Regions from separate parts of the Mus musculus genome. Here all the other regions are linked to region 2. A link is a contact called in public Hi-C and HiChIP or PLAC-seq data. All regions are on one chromosome and are shown on one strand. Each heading gives the region's core, a stretch centred on a gene start, on an enhancer-like site or on the middle of the called end of the contact. The rest is flanking DNA. Distances are from core to core; before and after follow the strand shown.

Region 1 (2,744 bases), core at 139-2,638, 920 kb after region 2:
TTTAGGCACATATACACACATGTATACATACATGCTCTCCTGTGTGCAAGCATGGTACTATTGTGCAACACTGTTCCTGAGGAGATATGAATAAAGCTCATAACCCACCTCAGATAGGGAATTGGTAGATCAAAGAAAATCACCAAGCAGTTTGTGAAACAATGAGTTTTACTGAGGTTACTCACAGAAGTACAGGGTTAGAGTTACTTATAGGAACAGGAAGAACTCAAAGGCAGCTGTGTCACTGAAAGCCCATCCCAGCATAAGTTATGACTTGTAAAAGCTCGAAACCTCAGCTGTAGCTTAGCATTGTGTCTTCTAGGCAGCTCAGCTAATCTCTCTCCTCAGTGGGGTTCATTACTCTATATAATCAGGGAGTGGGGAAGAAGAAGGAGGAGGAGGAGGAGGAGGAGGAGGAGGAAGGGAGAAGAAGAAGGAGGAGGAGGAGGAGAGAGAAGGAGAGAGAGAGAGAGAGAGAGAGAGAGAGAGAGAGAGAGAGAGAGAGAGAGAGAGATTGTGCATCTGGTCAATTTCAGGAACTTCCCAAGACTTTTTAGTTGTTTGCTTCTTGAGTCTTAACCAGCCTCCTTTAGAAGTTTCTGGGTGTTGACTAGCAACTGAGGAAATTGCTATAAAATTCATAGTCATGCATACACACATGTGCACTTATACAGCATGAGCACAAACATATACATGTGCACACATACAATGTACACATACAGAAACATGTACACTCACCATGAACATATATACACATGAATACATATCACCCATACACATAGAAATACATGTAGATTCCTCATGTACACATAAATATGCACACCCATGTGGACTCCCACCCATGCACAAACATATCTACATACACACAGACACATGCATGCAAGCACACATGTGCACAAGCATGCACACATGCACACTCACTCTACATATTTGCGTGCACACACCCACACAGACTCTCACCCCTGCACATATATACATACACTCACACACGCACACATACATACACACTTGCCCACACACTCATTGCATATATTTGCATACATACATCCACACACATGTGCACCTCCACACGGGCAGGGTTTTGAGAGGCAATGCTAAAAGGAAAACTGGCTGATGTAAAGAGGAAAAGGAACAGCTGGAAGGATCCAGGTGGGGAAAGCAGCTGGGAGCACTGCAGGAGTCTAGTGAGCTCATGGGGCAGAGCCCTGAGTCCATGATTAAGCTAGTAAGACTTGCCAAAGGCAGACTCCCTTTGTTGCTGTCACCCATCATGACCCCCTGGCACAGGACTGAATGCCCAGAATTAATCCATTCTTGTTCTGACAGCTACCCACGTGCCTGCCACCCCACCCGCCTCTGCCTCCCAGAACTGACAAGTTCCATAATGCTGGAGTATCAAGAGCCTGCTGCAAAGCCAAGAGTAATTTCACAGTCTGGCTCCGTGGGTCCTTGATGCTTCCATTCGGAATCCTCCTAAATTAAAAACACGGCGTCACTCAATTTGTGCAGCCTGCCTCATCCTGCTTCTGACAACTGCAATCAGCCTGAGTGACCCAGGAGCCCCCATGGACAGTAGCTGCCTGTCTATCAGCCAGTTTCAGTGCCCAGAAGTATCTTCCATCTTCTGAGGATTGTTGCAGTGTTACAAGGACTCTATTCCAAGAGGGGGAAATGGCTTACAGTCTGTGGGGTATGGGGTTAGCTAAGTGCCTCTTCTCTTTCTTGATACACACACACACACACACACACACACACACACACACACACACACACACATATATATATATACTCAAAGCAAAGTAATTGCTGTCGTTTGAATGTACCTTTTACAGTTTGAATCAGATAGCCCCTCATAAGCTCATCCTTTCAGTATTTACTCCTATCCCTGATGCTATCTGAAGAAGCTGAATTGTCTTTGGGAGGTAGGGACCCAGAAGGGGAAAAGAGAGCACTAAGGAGATACTTCTAAAGGTTATAACCCAGCCACTGTTTCCTGCCTCGTTTTCACTGCATACAGATCCACTATGATGTGAATAGCTCCTGTCACCATGATCTGAGCTGCCCTGCTGTACCTTCCGGCTATGATGGAACAAAATCCCTTGAAACCATGAGCCCAAGCAAGCCACTCCTCCCTTAAGTTGTCTCTGTAAGACACATTTTCACAGCAATGCAAAGTGACTCATTGCTTTCCTACCCTAAAAGTTCGTATGTTAGGTACTTTACCCCCAAGTTCATCGGTTACAGGCATTTGGTTGTGGGATATTTAGAAGGATCTGGGGTTCAAATGGAAAACCTCTCATAGATCTGAACACTTGGTCCTCAGCAGGTGGCGCTGTTTGGGAAGGTTAACTCGCTGAAGGAAGTACGTCACTGGTGGGTGGGTTTTGAGACTCTAAACCCTGGCTCTACTTCCTGTTTAGTCACTGCTTCTGGAGTACAAATGCTATGTGTGTGGCCAGGCTCCCAATCTTGCTTGTCATGCCTCCTCTGCATGCTGCCATGCCTTCCCCACAATGTTGGACTCTAAACCTTGGGAATCGTAAGCCAAAACAAACCTTCCCTGACTTCGGTTGTTTTTGTCAGGATGTTTTTGGTTGGGTTTTTTGTTGTTGTTGTTGTTTGTGTTTTGTTTTGTTTTGTTTTTTGGTTTCTGGTTTTTGGTTTTTTGTTTGTTTGGTTTTTGTTTTATCACAGCGACTGACAGGAACGAAACCAATGCAAGAGGTGGTTAGAAATAACAAGGA
Region 2 (2,726 bases), core at 23-2,522:
GGAGGAAGGGTTGAGTGTCTTGGGCTACACTTTCTCGTGGTAGGGGAAGCATGGCAGCCCCAGACGGAGGCCGTTTTAGCTGTATCCACAGTCAGGAAGCGGAGGATGTGGGGGCTCAGCTCTCCTTTTCATTATTCTAGGACCCAGTCCATCCATCTCCCACTCAGGGTGGGACTCCCCATCTCAGTTAATTCCTTCTACAAAGCCCCTCACAGGCATGTCCAGAGGGCTGTCTCCTGGGTGATTTTAGACCTTCTCAAGTTCAGGCTCAATATTAACCATCAGAGTAAGAGAGCATCACTACCAGCCCCTGAGACAGTCCTGATTGGAAGATACATAAACCAGCTGGAGATGATGTCTGAGTTATTACTGACATGAGTGGCTGAGGTTCTGGCTTCCCTATGTTCTGTCTCATTGAGAGATGCTGCTTTCCTGGTTCCTGCTGGGATGAGACCTTGTCCTAGTATACCTGGTAGGGATCCACACTTTTCTCTCTGGTCTGTTCCTGGAGATGCCTCTGACCACTTCTAGATAGTGGCCAATTTCTCTTTAGACGTGGGCTAGCTGCACAGTCAAGATGTTCCATATGGAATGAGACCCAGTCTAATGATGCATATGGATAGATATCTAGACTAGGATTTCCATTTGTTCAATGGTTCTCACTCTTTGACATGTTCTAGAATCTTCTGGAAAGCTTGCCAGTTTCATACGGCTAAGCCTTGCCCTACTTTTTTTGTTTCTGAAGGTCAAATACAGCAAGATCCCTACCCCCGGCCCTTCTGTATGTGTGTGTGTGTGTGTGTGTGTGTGTGTGTGTGTGTGTGTGTGTGTGTGTTTATAAGTGGAATTCAGAGTTGTAGTTGCTGATCTGCCTACGCAGTCTGGCCAGTGAGCTCCAGCTGGTCAATATTCCTCCTGACTCCCTGTGCTGGGATTTTAAGTGCATGCCACCACGACTCTTTGCCTTGAGTCCTGCGTTCCAACTCAGTTCTTCATGCTTGTGCCCCAAAAGCTTTACTGACTGAGCCATGTCCCACTCCTTGTACAAACCATTGCAGTAAGCCTAGGGAACCCTGCTTTGAAAAACCCTTGAAATTTCAGCAAGGGAAGCAGTGACTGGGAACAGAGAAGGCTCTGGTAGGAGGCCATGGTTGCTGAGTCTGCCCAGATGGTTCTCTGGAGCCCTTCCCCAGCAGGCACAGGGCCCACAGTGTTACTGCCAAGTTGGCATCCCCGTTCCTCCTGCCTGGGCTCTTAGCAGCAGGAAGGAAGGGTTATATAATCCACAGTGTCACCACCTCCAGCTCTAGTTTGCTCTATGCTCTGCCTTCTAAGGCAGATTCCCTCTGAGCACCTCTGCCAAGGAATTTCTGAGAGCAGGGATGTGGATGCTCTACTTGGAGAAAAATTATATAAAAGAGAAATCCCCCAAAAAGTTATTTTTGGACCCAGGTCTGGAAGCTCTTCCCCTAGGAAAATCAATGTCAGAGGCATAGATTTGGGGGAGAAATAAAGGTGAAGAAGGGGTGGTTGTGGTAGTGGTGGTGATGGTTCAAGAGGAGGAAGAGGAGGAGGAGGAGGAGGAAGATTGACGTAAAAAAATCAGCTCCTTTTCAATGAAGGACAGAAACAATGAGGGAAAAAAATCTCTTCATGGTAGTGTAGACTTGTAAATCTCAACACTCAGGAGACTGAGGTAGGATGATCAGGAGTTCTAGGCCAGCCTGTGCTACACAGTGAATTCAAGGTTAGAGTAGGTTACATTAAACACAACAAAATCAAACAGTAAGAGAAATAATGAAAGTAAGAGACAGATAGGCGAATAAAAGAGATGACCATTTGTGTCTTTTCTAAGAAAAGGGACAGATCATTCACAGGATTGGATACCACCTTGCTCCCCTCCTTTCATAGACAGATAGATGTTCACAGTGCCTGAGAAGTAGGTACCTGTGGTGGTTTAAATAGGTTTGGCCCCTGTAGATTCAGGTGTTTCAATGCTTAGCCATAGGGAGTAGGTGGTAGGTGTGGCTTTGTTGGAGGAAGTCCATCGCTGTGTAGACAGGCTTTGATGTCTCCTATGGATGAAGTTGTAGAACTCTCAGCTCCAGAGTCTCTAGAAACATGCTGCCCTGCATGCTGCATGTTTCCTGCCATGATGATAATGGACTAAAGCTCTGAACCTGTAAGCCAGCCCCAAGTAAATGTCTTCCTTCCTAAGGGTTGCGTTGGTCATGGTATCTCTTCACAGTAATAAAATCCTGTGACAGTACCTTTGATACTTAGAGTGGGGAAAGAGAGCTGGAGCAAAGCTAGGCCAAGTTAACTACCTGTTAGTTTTGGGTAAAACATTTCTCAAATGATCCCCATGTCTAGATGCAGACTTGGTAGACTCTAACCTAAGATTAAGGCCCTAAAGGTCGCTGCAGAGGAACCTAAGCAACGTCTACATCAAAACCAGTGGGAGACAGTGCACAGTACTGCTGTGTGACCCCTAAAACTCAAAATTCAAGTTAACTAAAACCATTCTTCCTTCCTTCTTTCCTTTCTCTTCCTCCCTCCCTCCCTCCCTCCCTCCCTCCCTCCCTCCCTCCCTTCCTTCCTTCCTCCCCTTATCCTCTTCTTCTCTCCCCACCCCCCAGTCTCCTTCTCTTTTGGAGACAAGGCTCTGCACAGTAGCCCAGGCTGCCCAACATACTATATTTAGTACAAATTAGCCTCAAACTCAC
Region 3 (2,700 bases), core at 145-2,644, 1.0 Mb after region 2:
TCTGTGATGTCCCGTTTGGGAGAGGATGTGCTATAGTCATCCGGTTTCATGCTAAGCAGTCCACTACCATTTATTCTCTGCTCTTTTGTCAGCATGAATCTTTCTATTCACCACTATCTGCTCCAAAATGTGTCACCCTCTCCTAGAATGGCTATTATAATCTGAAGTTAACCATAGCAAACTATGAACATGGCGCTTGGCATAAAAGAAGTACTAATAGATCACTTAAATATTCTTGGCATGTCATTGCAGCGATTTTTCATACCTTCAAACGGTGTGTACCACCTAGAAGACACCTACACATTATCAAGCTCATCAGCTGGCAGAAGATACAGTTTTGTTACCCTGTGGACCGCAGCTTCTGTGTGCTGACCATAAGAAACCACTTCCCACAAGATTCTACACAGTGACGTTGGTCTCTTCTTAATAGATGAAAGGGCCTCACCTATTTTCTTCCTTTCCCTTTTTAAAAATATTTTCATTCAGTGCTGGGAATGGAACCCAGGTCAATGCTCTACCACTGAGCCACACCCCCAGCCCCTCACTGGGGGATTCTAGGCAAAATCACTGCCTCTGTGTCACTCTTCCAATCCTCATTGCAGAATTCTAGGCTAGAGCTCTATAGCTGATCTACATTCTCAACCACATACACAAACACACATTAAAAATAAATGTCTTTTAATTCAATATATATACATATTTACATAAATATATATTTACATAGACATAAATATGCACATATATGTGTGTGCATATATTTAGTTTAAAGACAGGATTTCACGAAGCTGCCTAAACCAGCATGTACTCTATAGCCCATCCTGGCCTTGAACTTGCAGTCTTCCTGCTGCAGCTTCCCAAGTGCTTGAGTTCTCAAACATAGACCACCAGACTTAGCCATTTTCATCAAGTTTTTTTGATCACATTGTGGTCTGCTTTCTGTTGCTGTAACAAAACGCCTGAGCTAGGTTGATTTTTGGAGCATAGAAATGAATTAATAGTATGGTAGGGAAAATTAGGCATATAATACATGTGGACACAGCTTTGGAGGGACATCAGGGACTTTGGTATCAGGAGCCTAGTGTGATATCAAGCTCACACAAAAAGTTGGTTACAGCCTTCTGCTGTGTCTGAAGCTAAGATGTCACCAAACCTGGAGCCAAGAGCTCCCAGGCAGGTGGTTGGAGCTGCACAGTGTATTCTATTCCTCTGGCCTCAGTAACTAGGTAGACTCTACACACACACACACACACACACACACACACACACACACACACACACACACAAAAGCTCATGCACACGCACATGCACACACAGAGAGACACACACATACAGGCTGCCTCCTAAGCTGTGATACACTCTGTGGCACCCTTCTGAGTGCACAAGCTGTCCCCATCGCTAGTGCCAAGTTTGCTGCAGCATTGCAAATGTGTTTGGCTCCTCTCCCCCTCCCTCCTCTCCTCACTCTGCCTGGCAAAGAGTTAACAGCCTTATTTCACTGGAAGTCCGTATGCCTCCACCATTTCCGAGCAGCGATGTCGCGATGTCGCAAATTACAGCCTGTCTCTCTAGAACACAAAAATAAGCTTATTTCTCCTTCTATATCAACACATCAGCTCCTGTTATCGGGGAGGGTGTACTAGATTGTGTTCTTCAAATCCGAAGATAATTTCTTGGCTTTCTGAAGACTAGATTCCTGTTTAAGATGTTCCCCCATTCCCTTCCTGCCTGCCTCAAATGACTGACTCTTCCTGGGCTAAACAGAGGTTGTTTATGATCTTATCATTGAAAGAAATGAATTAAGAAAAAAGGATTCTCTCTCTCTCTCTCTCTCTCTCTCTCTCTCTCTGGAATGGAATCCTGTATCCCCACCCTCATGTCACTACTGAAGTCCCAAGTCTTTCACAGACTTTCCACATAGATGCTGTCAGATGACATCAAGAAATCAATCCAAACCCCCGAAGGGACGAGATGGACAGAAAGAAGTTTAAAAGGGATTTTTATAAATTTCATCAATACCAGCACAGAACGGAAGGACAGCTTTATTGATTTAAACATTAAAATAACACGAGCTTTCTTTGCATTTTCCCAGAGGGGATAGCATTGCTTATTTTTTTTTAATCTAAATTGAAATCTCAGAGACTTTCTGCCAGCCCCTTGTGGTGATTACCAAAGATTAGTAATAACATATCTAATTAGTGTAGAAAGACATAAAAATCAATGGCAGCACCAAGTGTTATGCTGACTGACGGCGCTCAGGGGAGTCAGGCTCATCTCCAGAGACAGGGCCAATGTCTGGCATCTGCTGCTCTGCTGACACCCCACAGGCTAGACTGCACCTGTCTGAGGAAGCCTAGAGGTTGCCATGGGTCTTTCCCCCCCTCAAATTCACTAATAACTCTTCTTTGAGGATCTGCCATCCTTGGTGGAGGAAAAGAAAGCAGAAAGAAACCGAGCCAAGGGCTAAGGAAATGCCACAGTGAATGAGGTGCAGACAAGTGTAATAGCCAGAGTTCAAATCTCTCAACCCCATATATACAACATCAGGCAGATATGGTAGCCCACCTATAATCCAGAACTCAGGCAGTAGAGACAGGTGACTGACTCCCCAGGGTACGCTGGCTCAATGAGTAAAGAGGAGAATAATCAAGAAAGACACTCAGTGTCAGCCTCTGGTCTACATGCACACGCACACACACAAAA

Evidence for each region. A called contact is a pair of places that touch in the nucleus more often than the background predicts. HiChIP or PLAC-seq counts read pairs in DNA pulled down with a chosen protein or histone mark.
Region 1: an H3K27ac HiChIP or PLAC-seq map of VIP interneurons shows a contact between it and region 2, with 7 times the contacts expected there. The contact joins two enhancer-like sites. A contact is called at or near these places in 2 of 115 datasets of contacts at active chromatin or transcription factors (VIP interneurons and embryonic stem cells) and 1 of 9 other capture datasets (embryonic stem cells).
Region 3: a contact with region 2 is called in a Hi-C map of cerebellum, with 2.0 times the contacts expected there. The contact joins two enhancer-like sites. A contact is called at or near these places in 1 of 484 Hi-C or Micro-C datasets (cerebellum) and 2 of 115 datasets of contacts at active chromatin or transcription factors (embryonic basal ganglia and embryonic stem cells).

Annotation. Positions count from the first base shown.
Region 1 is chr5:133,813,328-133,816,071 of GRCm38.p6, forward strand. No RefSeq gene overlaps it. Among named protein-coding and RNA genes, the nearest start is that of Gm36667, 220 kb to the left of the region's middle. Within about 2 kb of position 1,389, at least 13 of the 459 cell types and tissues checked have an H3K27ac peak or open chromatin away from gene starts, as enhancers often do. A contact at or near this core is called in VIP interneurons, where this site is marked.
Region 2 is chr5:132,891,584-132,894,309 of GRCm38.p6, forward strand. No RefSeq gene overlaps it. Among named protein-coding and RNA genes, the nearest start is that of Gm36528, 140 kb to the left of the region's middle. Within about 2 kb of position 1,273, at least 35 of the 459 cell types and tissues checked have an H3K27ac peak or open chromatin away from gene starts, as enhancers often do. A contact at or near this core is called in VIP interneurons and cerebellum, where this site is marked.
Region 3 is chr5:133,888,632-133,891,331 of GRCm38.p6, forward strand. No RefSeq gene overlaps it. Among named protein-coding and RNA genes, the nearest start is that of Gm40340, 160 kb to the right of the region's middle. Within about 2 kb of position 1,395, at least 24 of the 459 cell types and tissues checked have an H3K27ac peak or open chromatin away from gene starts, as enhancers often do. A contact at or near this core is called in cerebellum, where this site is marked.